2 separate regions of the Mus musculus genome follow, and region 1 is linked to region 2. A link is a contact called in public HiChIP or PLAC-seq data. All regions are on one chromosome and are shown on one strand. The core of a region is the stretch at or near the end of the contact, and the rest is flanking DNA. Distances in the headings are between cores, read along the strand shown.

Region 1 (5,800 bases), core at 1,729-4,228, 250 kb after region 2:
GAACTCTGGAGGGAGCCTTCTCTGGGACTCTCTCACCTTCCAAATGTGGCTGCTGCCTTCTCCTGGGATTTTTGCCCATGGTCCCTGGGGTCCTTGGAACAAAGCCAGTCACTCCCCAGGCTCAAGCATCCCTGGGTGTCAACACTGGCAGAAGAGCGGCAACTCCAGGGTCAGCTCTGAATTCTGAATCCCAGGGTAGTCTCGGCTCAGGAGGAGCTGCTTGCCCATCCATAAAGGGCATTTGTGCCCAGGCAGCACCCTCCCACCTGGGGCTGTTCACACAGTAAGGCAGTAAGAGGACAGACACGCCTGTGTGAGCCTGGCTGAGGTGCAGAGGAAGCACGGCTGGGGTGAAGTGTTAACGGCCTCCTTCCCGCCTAGCCCGAGCCAGCTCTCCCAGACTCCCCAGAAATGCCTCTTCCTCCGGGTCCCAGCACGCTCCCTCCACATCCCTGGCTGCAGATCTGTCCTGCTTGGACAAACATCCCACTCAGCTCTTGGGTTTATGGCTTTGCCTGGTGCCTTCCTTTATGTGGTTAGAAACCTGTACTGTGCTCCTGGCAGAGTGGAGGATTCTGGGCTGGGAATGGGGGCTGGGTCGGGCCAGCAAACCACAAGAGGAGGGCTGGGTGGACAACATGGGGAGACACGCTTGCCGGGCCAAGCTGTGTTCAGGGACAGAAGTGGGAGTTCCAAGGAGGTGCTGAACATGAAGGGTGGAGGGGACACTAGTCCTGAAGGGGACAGCAAGGAGCAAGCAGTGAAGCTGGGGCCATCATGGGTTGGTTTGTTGGCTTGCTTTGAGACAGACAGAGTCTTCCATATTCCAAGCAGGGCTGGAACTCACAATTACAGCCAAAGATAAACTTGAACTTCTGACCCTACTGCCCCTACCTCCTGGGATTATACACATGTACTGCCATGGCTGGTTTTACTCTGTGCTGGGAATCAAACCCAAGGCTTCTTGCACATGCTAGGCAAGAACTCTACCAACTGGGTTACACATTCGGCCCTTTGGTTTGTTTTGGGATGCACTGTTTATTAAGTACCAACTCTCTCTGTCTCAACTATCCCATGAATTCTTTATCTCACGTCCACAAAAACTTGTAAGTGGAATCAATGCCATTTAACAGATGGCAACACAATTCCAGGGCCCAGGGACATGAAGTAGGACAAGTGTGTTGTAGAGAGCGTGCTGTAGAGCTCTCAAGCCCAGGCAGGTGGCTGAGGAAGTGCATGGTGCTGGAGAAGAGCCATCACACTGTTCAGTCTTGTCAGGAATTGTAAAGTGTTCAGATCTGGGCCTCAGACTGTTGGTTCAGTGTTCCAGGAAGGCTAATAATGGCTCACCCTATTCTAGAACTCTCTGTACCCTTGGATAACCCAGGATCCCTGGGAGATTTGAGTCTCTTAACTATCAGCATCGTCTATGCTAATGTCTGCCACACAGGGTCTCAAATGTTCAATGTACATAGAAGTTACAGACTAGAATAACACGCTAGGGTGCAGGGTATGGCTCAGTTGGTGCTGTGCTTGCCTAACATACATAAAGCCCTGGGTTTGGTCCCCAGTATCACACAAACCAGACCTGGTGGTGTATGCCTGAAATCCCAGCCTCAACTACATATTGAGTTTGAGACTAGCCTGGGCTTTATATGTGACAGTGCTCATAAATAGATAGATAGATAGATAGATAGATAGATAGATAGATAGATAGATAGATAGATAGATGCACCACACTCCAAATGTGTTACTTTGTCATTTGCACACAGCTCTCTTTCAGAATTCCAAGTCAAACTGCTACCCAGGGGACCAGGTCTATCAACCACGTTTGCTAGAAAAGAAGATTTTGATTTTAAGGATTCAGGAACCACGTGGCAGACAAGATACCGAGATAACACTTGGGGCCAAGTTTCAGAGCAAGATGGGGGCACAGTAGGGACATCGAAAGCACCTGGGGCCCCTTCTGTGTCAAGACAGCATAGTCCTTCACTCCCAGGAAGCAGCCCAGTTGTGGTGGTACATGCCTGTCATCTCTCACCAAGAAGGTAGGAGAAGGCACCCAAGTTGGAGGCCAGGCTGGACAGCAAGAAGCAGAATGAGAGGGGTGCTCTAGCACTCAGGAGGCAGAGGCAGGAGAATGCACTTAAGTTCAAGACCAGGCTAGTCTCCATACAGAGTTCCAGGCCAGCCAAGCAAACAGCAAGACACTACCTTGAGAAGGTAGGGGAGAAGAGAGGATATGATGGTGTGTGTGTGTGGGTGTGTGTGTGTGTACATGGGGTATGGAGTGTCTCTGTCAGGAGGGAGGAGGTGAGGGTCTGGAGTACAGAAGACTAGAAGCCTAGACAAGCTCACCCTGTCCCCCAACAGAGCAAGGACAATCCCAGGCACCAAGTAGCCCCTGAACTCAGCAGTCTCTTATTTCTCAAGCATTTTAGGAGTCTAACATGGCCAGGCCAGCGTCTGCAAGTCTGCTGTGGAAGGAATCAGCTTTGTAGTCCAGAGAGTGGCTTGCTCTCCCCACTGTGAGCTGGACCCCAAAGGGGAAAAGCAAAAGAGGAAGCCTGAAACACCTACTTCATGTCCAGGGCAGTCTTTTGTGTTTTCAACTTCGTTTTTGTGATTTTTTTGTCTTTTATGAGTTTTTTTTGGGGGGTGGGGGTGGTACTTTTTTTAACCCTTGACAACCTTGTAAAGGGAATCTGAGGACTCCCACTTTTACACACAGGACTCAGAAAAGTCAAAGCAATTGAAAGGCGAAGGCAGCCCTGCTAATCAGTGGGGCCTGATCTTAGAAGTGGGGGCCTTGCTGGAAGCTGGGCAAGAGGAGAAGGTGTGGGCTTGGCAGGGGAACATCCTCCCGCCTGCCTTTATTGTTCACAGAACCGAAAAAGTGATGAGAGCTTTCCTTCCTGTCTTTAAGAAAACAACAGAATCAAAACAAACAGAGAAGGGGAACTCCCCTCTGCCAGTCCCTGCGAGAAAGAAAAGGAAGCTCTCCTGCCGGTGGCGACCTGCGCTACTTCATGCTGGGACAGAGGCTGCTAAGCCAGCTAAGCCGGCACCCACACTCTACCCCGGGGCTGCTGGTCCCCTGCATACTGAGTCTGGTCTTAGCTTACCTTCAAGAGAGGACACAGCCATACACGAGGCAGCTGAAGCTCCTGGGAAAAGCTTTGTAAGGCCAGGGCCAGGAGGAAATGGAAATATACAAGTCGAAGATGTAAAACTAAGGGCTCTGGAAATGACTCCCAGTTAGTTATCACTCAGGGCTCCCAGCCCCTACCTCATTTCTCAATGCCAGAACTACCCACACTTACTGAACTCAGAAAAGGGGAGCCCCCCCCCCCCCGCAAAGTCCTATTCTTCCTGCCCTGAGCCTGTGTGTGCTTTGATGACCTTGGTACAAAGTCTAGATCAGCCACAGGGCCCCTGGTAACTTAAGATACCCCTCACCTTACCCAGATCTCTCCTACTTGGCTCTTTTAGTCCCAGATAGCTTGTGGTAACTGGTTGTCTAAAGTGACTGACTGACAGAGTGATTTCTGCCCCTCTGGACAAAGGTCTGAGGCCTTAAAAGGTCCGGTGTCACCATTACTAAGCCCACAATGACAGTGTTTTCACCGCACAGGTCCGCCTCTGCTCTAACAGATACTCTAAGGCCATCTGTGCCCGCTGAAAGCTTCAGTTCAATTAAGGAATTTGTCTGTGGTCTGGGTTCACAGGGAGCTGGTAGCTGGGAGAATAGTTATTCTCCACTGAGGCTAATTAGTCTCAGGAAAGGGTAAGTGACTAGTGTGTCGCACTCAGGCCTGTACCTGCTCCTGTGGGAAATGTCAGCGGTCTCCCAGGGCCTGAGAGAACTCCTCAGAGGCTGGACCTGGGAGATGTTTCTTGATGTTGCTGTTGCTGGGCAATTGCTGTCCCCCCACTGCCCACTGGCTCATTCCTGTCTCAGGCCCTGCACTGAGTGTCCCTGGGTTGGTGTCAGCTGAATGAAGAGCCACTACCTGAGCTTCCCTGGCAGCCGATGGCCAGAGGTCAGAGGTCAAGGAGGGGTTGCTCTCTGAAGACCAGGCCTGGGCAGGGTCTTCTGAGGCCCTGCACAATCTCTTCCTTAGCATCCCCATTGCCTGAGGCCGCTGATACCAGTTCTCATGCTATATTCAAACCTCATCTCTCTTCGTGATCTCTTATCAAAGCACAAGCCAGCCCAAACCCTGCCTCTCCCTCCAAAGTTTCTGCTGGTTCCCCACTGCTGAGTGGATAAATTCTGGTCCTCCTGGGCATTAAGGGTTAATGCCTACTTTCTTGGATTCCCATCCCTGTCCTGCAGCTGGATGAGCACAGATGTGCTGGGATAGTTGCCCTGCCTGTCAATGACTTCCCAAAGGTCCAGTTGCAGTCTCTGTAGGCATTTGTCTTTCTCTCTTCTGTCTTTCCTGAGGCTCGTGACTCCAGGACCTTGCATAGACCAAGCAAACCACCCTGGAAGCGGCCTAACCCCTGTGTAGCTCCGACCTGGAACTTGCTAGAAAAAAAAAAAGCTGGCCTCACACTCATAGAGAGCCATCTGCCTCTGCCTCCAGCGCTGGATTAGAGGTGTGCACCACCCACCATGTCTGGCTTTCATGGTCTTAGACAGGGTCTAAGTTTCTCAAGCTCCTCTTGAATCTTCCTGCCTTGGCCTCCCAGAGAGCCCAAGCCTAGCTAAGACCCAGCTCTGTCTAGAAAACCTCCTGACCCTCAGGCCCCCCGGGGACCTCTCTGTACAAAGTGCAGATAAGGCTCTGTCAGGTTGGGGCTCTATTGTTATCTGTTCTCACAGCTGGCTCTCCGGGTCCTGGGCCTCCCCAACGGCCCCATCTCCGAGTCTGACTCAGTGGCACCCCAGGAAGCTCTGCATGAACGAATCAATGTGCTCTGTAACTTAGTCAATTCCCTCTGCCCTGCTGTAGCTGAAAGAACATTCTCTCCTGGGTAACTGGGAAGAAGTGGCTGGCCTATGGGAGGTGCAGGGCAGGGCACCACTGGGGTGGCTTGTGGCACCTGCTATTGTCTAAAAGATTCGCCTGGAGTATCCACATTGAGGCATTTGTGCTATGTCTTCACGTGGCTCTGATGGAGACCCTGGGACTACATGAAAAAGCATGGGGGCTTGACAACAGAATTAATCATTATTAATTATTATTTAGTATATAAACTATATTATTTATATTATTATTGTGGTTGTGGTTGTTTGAGACATGGGTTTGAAAACCAGCCTGGCCTCAAACTTACACCTGCCTCTGCCTTGCCAAATACTAGAATTAAAAGAGCACCCCCATCCACCCAGCTTGGAAATCTTTTTAAGAAGTCTTGGGGGATGGGTGTCTGGCTTGCATGAGATCCTACATTCCATCCCCAGCACCAAGTAATAAGTAAACAAATACACGAATTAAATAAATATAAACAGGAAGTCAGCTTCCCATTAGGGGCCGGGGCCAGTGACCCTCCTGCAGGACCTGTCCTTCTCTAAGTGGTCTACAGCTGTCACCCACAGCCCTACTCAAGTCCCACCTCAACTAAAGGGGCTCAAGGCATCACCCAGCAGGGCCTGGGACTGGGGCCCGGGATGAATCCTGGCTAGCCACCCACCTCCAACTGCGGTGTTGGCACTCACCAGCCACAGGGTTTCAGGTTTCAGTGTTTTCCTCTCTAGGGCACTTTCTATTTTTCAATACTTTTCCTATCACAGCCAAATAACAGAAAAAGGAAATTGGTTGAACCTCCTGAAGACCAAGGGTTGTGGGGTGGG
Region 2 (5,977 bases), core at 1,446-3,945:
CTTCCAGGGGCTTTGGAGCTGAGGCTATGAGACGTGAAACCGCAAAAACAATCTTTTTCCTCCTTTCTCCTTTTCCTTTCTACCTCCCTTGCTTTCTTTAAAGCGTGGTCTTGCTATGTACCCCTGGCTGGTCTCGAACCTGCAGTGAACCTCCTGTGCAGCCACGCCCATCTCTGAGGCTGGGAACTTTACTTCATCTCTTTGCCTTCATGCCTCCTTCTAAACGACTGTTATTATACAATGCAGACCAGAGCAACACACACACACACACACACACACACACACACACACACGCGCGCGCGTACACATACACGCGCGCGCGCACGCACACACACACGCACGCACTCATGCACGCACGCACGAGTGCGCACACACACACACACACACACGCCCACACACATGCCCACGCGTGTACACGCGTACGCGCGCGCACACACACACACACACACACACACACACTGATATAATGAACACCTATGGAGCTATGAAACAGATTCAGAAATAGAATTATGATGCGACCATGGCCCTTATGTGCAGCTCCCCCAGTGCACACCTCTTCTGCCCCTTCGTCTGCCGAAGTGACCTCTAGCCTACACTTGGGCTTTCTCAATGTCCGTGTTTGTTCTTTTCTAAAGCTACATGCAAGTTTTGGCTGTCATTATTTTGAGGAAGATCTCTTGAAGCTCAGGCTGGCTTCAGATTAGTTACATAATCAAGGCTGGCCTTAAGGGCCTGCTTCTCTTACCTTCATCATCCGAGTACTGGAATTATGGGCAAAGCATACAACTGTGGCCTGGCTTATATGATAGTTAAAAATTATTAGAATATAGTAGTTGTATCTAATAGTGGGCTCCATTGCAATATTTCATACATACATAATACATTTTGATCATACTCAGCCCACTACCATCTCATCCCCCTCCTTATGTGTACATTTTTAAAATTCATTTTATTTATTTATACATGAGTGTTTTGTGTGCATGCCAGGAGAGGGCATCAGATCCCATCACAGATGGTTGTGAACCACCATGTGGTTGTTGGGAATTGAACCTGGGTCCTCTGGAAGAGTAGCCAGTGTTCTTAAACTCTGTACCATCTCTCCAGCCCCATGTGTAAGTTTTTAAAAGGCATTTCCAGGGTTGTTTAGCATTCTTTGGAATCTCGAATAAATTGTGACACTGTAGTATATGTTCTGCAATTAGCTTTTCTCCCCACATGTGGGCAGAGCTCATGCCTGCTGACACGTGTAACTCAGCACTGCTGAGAATCTGATTGCATGAAGATGTCATTTTCCCAGGAGCCCTTGCAGCCCCTGGGGCTGGAGTGGATGGCCCACCCCAGTGGCTCTGATCACTTGGGCGTAGCCACCTCTACAGGGACGCTCCCACCTTCTTCTCCCCACCCCTGTGGGATGGCAGGGCTGGGCTCGTTCCTTCTTTGCCTCGCTGAACCATTGCTTCACTGAGCAGGAATTCAAGTGAATTTTAGGCAACCCTTGTGTTTCCCATAAATCAGTGTCGAAAGTGAAATCCTAGCACGAGGGGCTGCAATTGCAACCAGCTGAGCGCAGCAGGGCAGACTAATTTGAGCCTGCCCTGAGTGGACATGGGTTTTTGACAAGGCTCTGCCAAGCCCTTCTTTAGCACCTAGAGACGTGCTAGGCTCAGTGCCAGCCCATGAGCTGGCCCAGGCTTAAGGGGCCCACCTTCTCTCTGTGCTGACCTCTCTTGCCTTGCCTAGTGGCCTACTGGGTACTAAAAGGTGGCCTTTGAGCCAGGAGCAGGCTGTGCTGGGGGTTCACATCATTGCTCTTATGAAGGAGAAAGATGGAGAGCCCCCATGGCAGCTCAGCCCTAGGAACTCAGAGCTCTGGGTGCTGTTTGGTGGCTTTCCAGGACTGGTCACTCCTGCCTTTGCATCACTAGTGCCACCAACACTGTGGCTTAGACTATAGAAATGTATTTTCTCACAAGTGTGGAAGCTGGAAGACCAAGATCAAACTGTCGGGGTCAGGGGCTTCTTTAACCTCCCTCCTTGGCTGGCCATCTCTTTCCTCAGTGGCCCCCTCGAAACTGAGCCCCTGACCTCTCTGTGCTCCCCTCTTCTCTCCTTATAAGGACACTAGGCACAGGAGGTTAGGGCCCACCCTAGCAATCTCATCTTAATGGGCCTCTCTGTCTTCATGTCTCCAAATATGGTTGTACTTATAGGCGCTGGGGGCTTGGGCCTCAACAGGGGAGTTTGAAAGTACCCAGTTCAGCCCATGACAAGGGTTATGGGGGTCATATACAGGGTGGCCATGGGATTAAACAGTGTTACAGCTAAGAGGAATTATTTATGTCATAGCACTTTGTATGTGTATATACCTCTAAGTGTATGTTTCTCTCGCCCTCTCCCTTCTCTCTCTCTCTCTCTCTCTCTCTCTCTCTCTCTCTCTCTCTCTCTCTCTCTCTCTCTCTCTCTCTGTGCCTGTTTGTGTAGTTTATACATGTGAAGACTAGGTCAATATTAATATTGGGTATCTTTCTTAATCAGTCCTTATTTTTTGAGACAAGCTCTCTTAACAAACCCAGAGTGCCCTGATTTGACTGAACTGGCCGACCAACCAACGCCAGGGAGCTTCAGTCTCTGCCGCACAACCCCATGGTTCCGGGTGCTGACGTGGGTCTCTCTGCTTGCACAGCAGGCACGTCACCGTCACAGTCACCGTCACAGTCACCGTCACTAGCAGAGCCTCTCCCCAGCCTTCCCACCATGAACGCGTTGTTCATCCTTTGAAGTCCTTGTGGGTTTCTACTTCTGCTGGACCCCAATAGTGAGCACTTGGAGTATTCCTTACGCCTGGCTTCCTGTAGGTGGCAGTAAAGACCCCTGTTGGCTCCGTGTGCTCATCTCTGGCAAAGAGACCAAGCAGTAGAAAGAGAACTGTCTTTTCCTACATAAACGCTCTGCTTTGGGGCCCACAGGGCTCTGGACTGGCTTGAAGTGGACCGTGTGCCTGTGGGTAGTCATAGGCACTGACTCTAAGCAGAGTCACCTGTTTATCTTAGTTTCAGGGACTAAGTTTCATGAAGGGGGTTATGTGACTGCAGTAGAGATGGAGGTTGGTCACGAAAGTATGGCTTTGTGATCCTTGTCATGAGCACTTCCCTTCAACTACTATGATAGGGTGTTTGTGTGTGTGTGTGTGTATTGATTCTATGTGCACATGCATGCTTATACATCTGTGTGGGAACAAGTTTGTGCATTTCCATGAGTATCTTGTGCTCTCTCAGTTGCATCTGTGTTCCTGTGTCATTGTGCATATGTCTGTGTATTCGTGTCACCATGCGTTTCGTGCATATGTGTGTGTGTAAGTGTGTTAGACGTGTGATGGGGTGAGGGAGGGATGAGGCAGGAGGCGGCAGAGGGCAGAGGCTCTGGCCTTGACCCAGACCAAATGACCACAGATGTGACCTTTCCCCCTTTCCTGTGGCTATTGAGGTCACTGCCCTGGGAGACTGAAGAACTTTCTTTTGGAACCATGTGGGGCTCAGCCTGGGGAAGCAGAAAAGCGGCTCCAAAGGCAAACCGGATGATCTTCATCCTGGGGAGCCTGGAGCCAGCAGGGCCTTGTTTAATTCTGCAGGAATGTGTAAGGTTCCCACCCAGCTGAGCAGGCCCCAGCCTGACTTAGAGGCCTTAGACTCAGAGCCACCCAGCCAGAGGCTGGTGCCTTCGACAGGGGGACACCCTTCCGGAGAGACAACACATCAACCCCGGGGTCTGGGGTGGCCTAAGTGGGTGACAGTGTCTGTGCCAGGGTGCCCAGCCCTGCGCTGCATGAAACAAGAAGCAAAGGGGAGATAGATGCCCTGGCCCCAACCTCAGCTCTGAGGTTAGCTGGGGTGCTAGCAGGCAAGAGGCAACTGGCCAGTAGGAGAAGGTGTGTGTGTGTCTGGGTGTGTGTCTGGGTGTGTGTAGAGGTGACACACTCAGGTAGTACAGAGTAGGCAAAAGGGGCAGTACCCATCTGTGACCATTGAGAAGGCTCCTGGGGAGCCTTGGTGGGTTTTGTTGGGCACAGTGGGAGTGGCAGGGCTTTGAAGGTTGTAGGGAATGTACTGGAAGGCTTTGCGAATGGTGTCTAGGTGGGAAAGAAAGAGTCTAGAGAGAATGTGTGTGCACATTGGCTGGGGGATGGGGGGACAAGAGGAATGCGAGCCAAGAAAATCAGCCCCAGTCCTCAGGACTGGAGAGTGCGGGCCAGGGGTCATTTGTAGGCAGTCAGGAGCTACTGAAAACCCTCAGCAGGGGCTACCCTGATGAAAAGTGTGAGGTGGTGTGTGTGTGTGTGTGTGTGTGTGTGTGTGTGAGGGTGTTCCCTGAAGACAGATGGGCTTTGTGATGGGCCACAGTGTGGGTGAGGCAGGGTTGGCATTCAAAATGAGGAAGGCTGGGCTGGCATGGGGTCGTTCGTGGCTTGAGTAATGTGGTAGAACCATGTTACCTTTTGTCTCTGTTTGTTTCAGATCTTGGTTCTGTGTTTGGAGTCCCCTGACCTGTGTCAGTTTGATATCTTTCCTTTATCACAGCTCAATGTACCAGTAGTGCCCGAGACAAAGAGACCAGACCCAAGGCAGTCCAGACTTCAGCCTGTCTTCTCAGCCTTGCCAGGGTGTCTGATCTCTGAGTGAGTTTCTGAATAGTTCACCTACTGGTACCAAAGTCCAGGCTCTGTCGTTAACAGTGAGGAGAGGCAGAAAGGAAGGGAGCCCTTGACTGCAAGTGCGTGGGTGTCCTTGTGGACGAGCACGCAACCACCAAGACTATTCCATTCAGTCCCAGTAAAGGCTGAAAAAGATTTCTAAGTTTAGGTGTGCTTAGGGGTACACCTAGCCTGGGTAGGACAGCTTTCAGCCTGGCACACAGTGGAGACCCATGTTTGTTGAGTGAATATGTGTAAATGTGGTCACAGCTCAGGCTCCCAGGACAAACAGAATTTCTGACTGGTCACCCACTGAAACCTACCAGAAAGCTGAATCACATGAAGTCAGCCTGCCTGGGCCTCTTTAGCACATGGCTATTGGCTGGACCTATCCCCAGTTCCTTCCACATGCATGCATGTGCATGCACATACATACACACACATGCATATGTGTCCGTATACATATACACACATGTATATGCCTTGTACATACATACATGGAGTATTTCTCCATCAAAACTGGGGCCATGGTTGCATAGTGTTCCTCTTCAGGAGCCACTGGCACCTGCAGGTTTAACTACAGCCTCTCCTAACCATTCTAAGCTCAATACTTCTGGTAGCATGAGAAAAGGCAACCAGAACCTCCCTTGGAGATGACCTTGGCCTGAAACCAACCTCTCAGGCTCCTGGGACAGGGAGATGGAAAGGGGTGTCTCCCCTGGTCTGAATGAGGAGCCCCTGGCTTGACTCTAGGCAAAGGTGACTTCCCTGGTAGGGATAGGGTCCTGACAAGATCCCCAGGAGCTGAGCACATGGGATTCTGAAGCTAAAATACATAGAAGGCAAGATCCCCAGTCCTACACTCAGGAGTCCTAGGCAGTCACAAGGGCCAGGCTGTGGGGTCCCTTGGCAGAGGCCTGCTTTGTCTCTAGGGCTCAGGGGCCAGGTGTCCTCAGGTGTCCTTGAGGTGTGCTGTTTGCCTGAGGAGCTAATAGAGGTATCTGACATGACCGTGAGTGGGTAGACGGGCTGACCTGTCTGAACAGGTCCAAAAGCTGCAAGGAGGAAAAAAATCCAGCAAGGTGTCGTCAGCTCCTGACTCCTCGAGCTCTCGGCCCTTCACTCAGCCCCCAGTCCATTCTTTACATGTTTGCCTCTGCCTCTGGACCAGGTCCTGCGGAGCCTGGAATGCCTGACTCTGCACTAGCTTCACAGCTGGCCTTCTTCTGAGTTCTGGCCACTTCATGGCTGTGTCCCATGGGCTGCTGAGGGCCCTGAGCTCCTCATGTC

Evidence for each region. HiChIP or PLAC-seq counts read pairs in DNA pulled down with a chosen protein or histone mark.
Region 1: an H3K27ac HiChIP or PLAC-seq map of the HPC-7 cell line shows a contact between it and region 2, with 8 times the contacts expected there. The contact joins two enhancer-like sites. A contact is called at or near these places in 2 of 15 datasets of contacts at CTCF or cohesin (the G1E-ER4 cell line and the NIH/3T3 cell line), 2 of 484 Hi-C or Micro-C datasets (the G1E-ER4 cell line and the N1E-115 cell line) and 7 of 115 datasets of contacts at active chromatin or transcription factors (the HPC-7 cell line, embryonic stem cells, epiblast stem cells and 4 more).

What each region holds. Positions count from the first base shown.
Region 1 is chr17:84,143,088-84,148,887 of GRCm38.p6, forward strand. All of the region lies in intron 1 of Gm19696 (predicted gene, 19696), which reads right to left. Among named protein-coding and RNA genes, the nearest start is that of Gm19696, 10 kb to the right of the region's middle. Within about 2 kb of position 2,979, at least 131 of the 459 cell types and tissues checked have an H3K27ac peak or open chromatin away from gene starts, as enhancers often do. A contact at or near this core is called in the HPC-7 cell line, where this site is marked.
Region 2 is chr17:83,894,041-83,900,017 of GRCm38.p6, forward strand. No RefSeq gene overlaps it. Among named protein-coding and RNA genes, the nearest start is that of 1810073O08Rik, 21 kb to the right of the region's middle. Within about 2 kb of position 2,696, at least 72 of the 459 cell types and tissues checked have an H3K27ac peak or open chromatin away from gene starts, as enhancers often do. A contact at or near this core is called in the HPC-7 cell line, where this site is marked.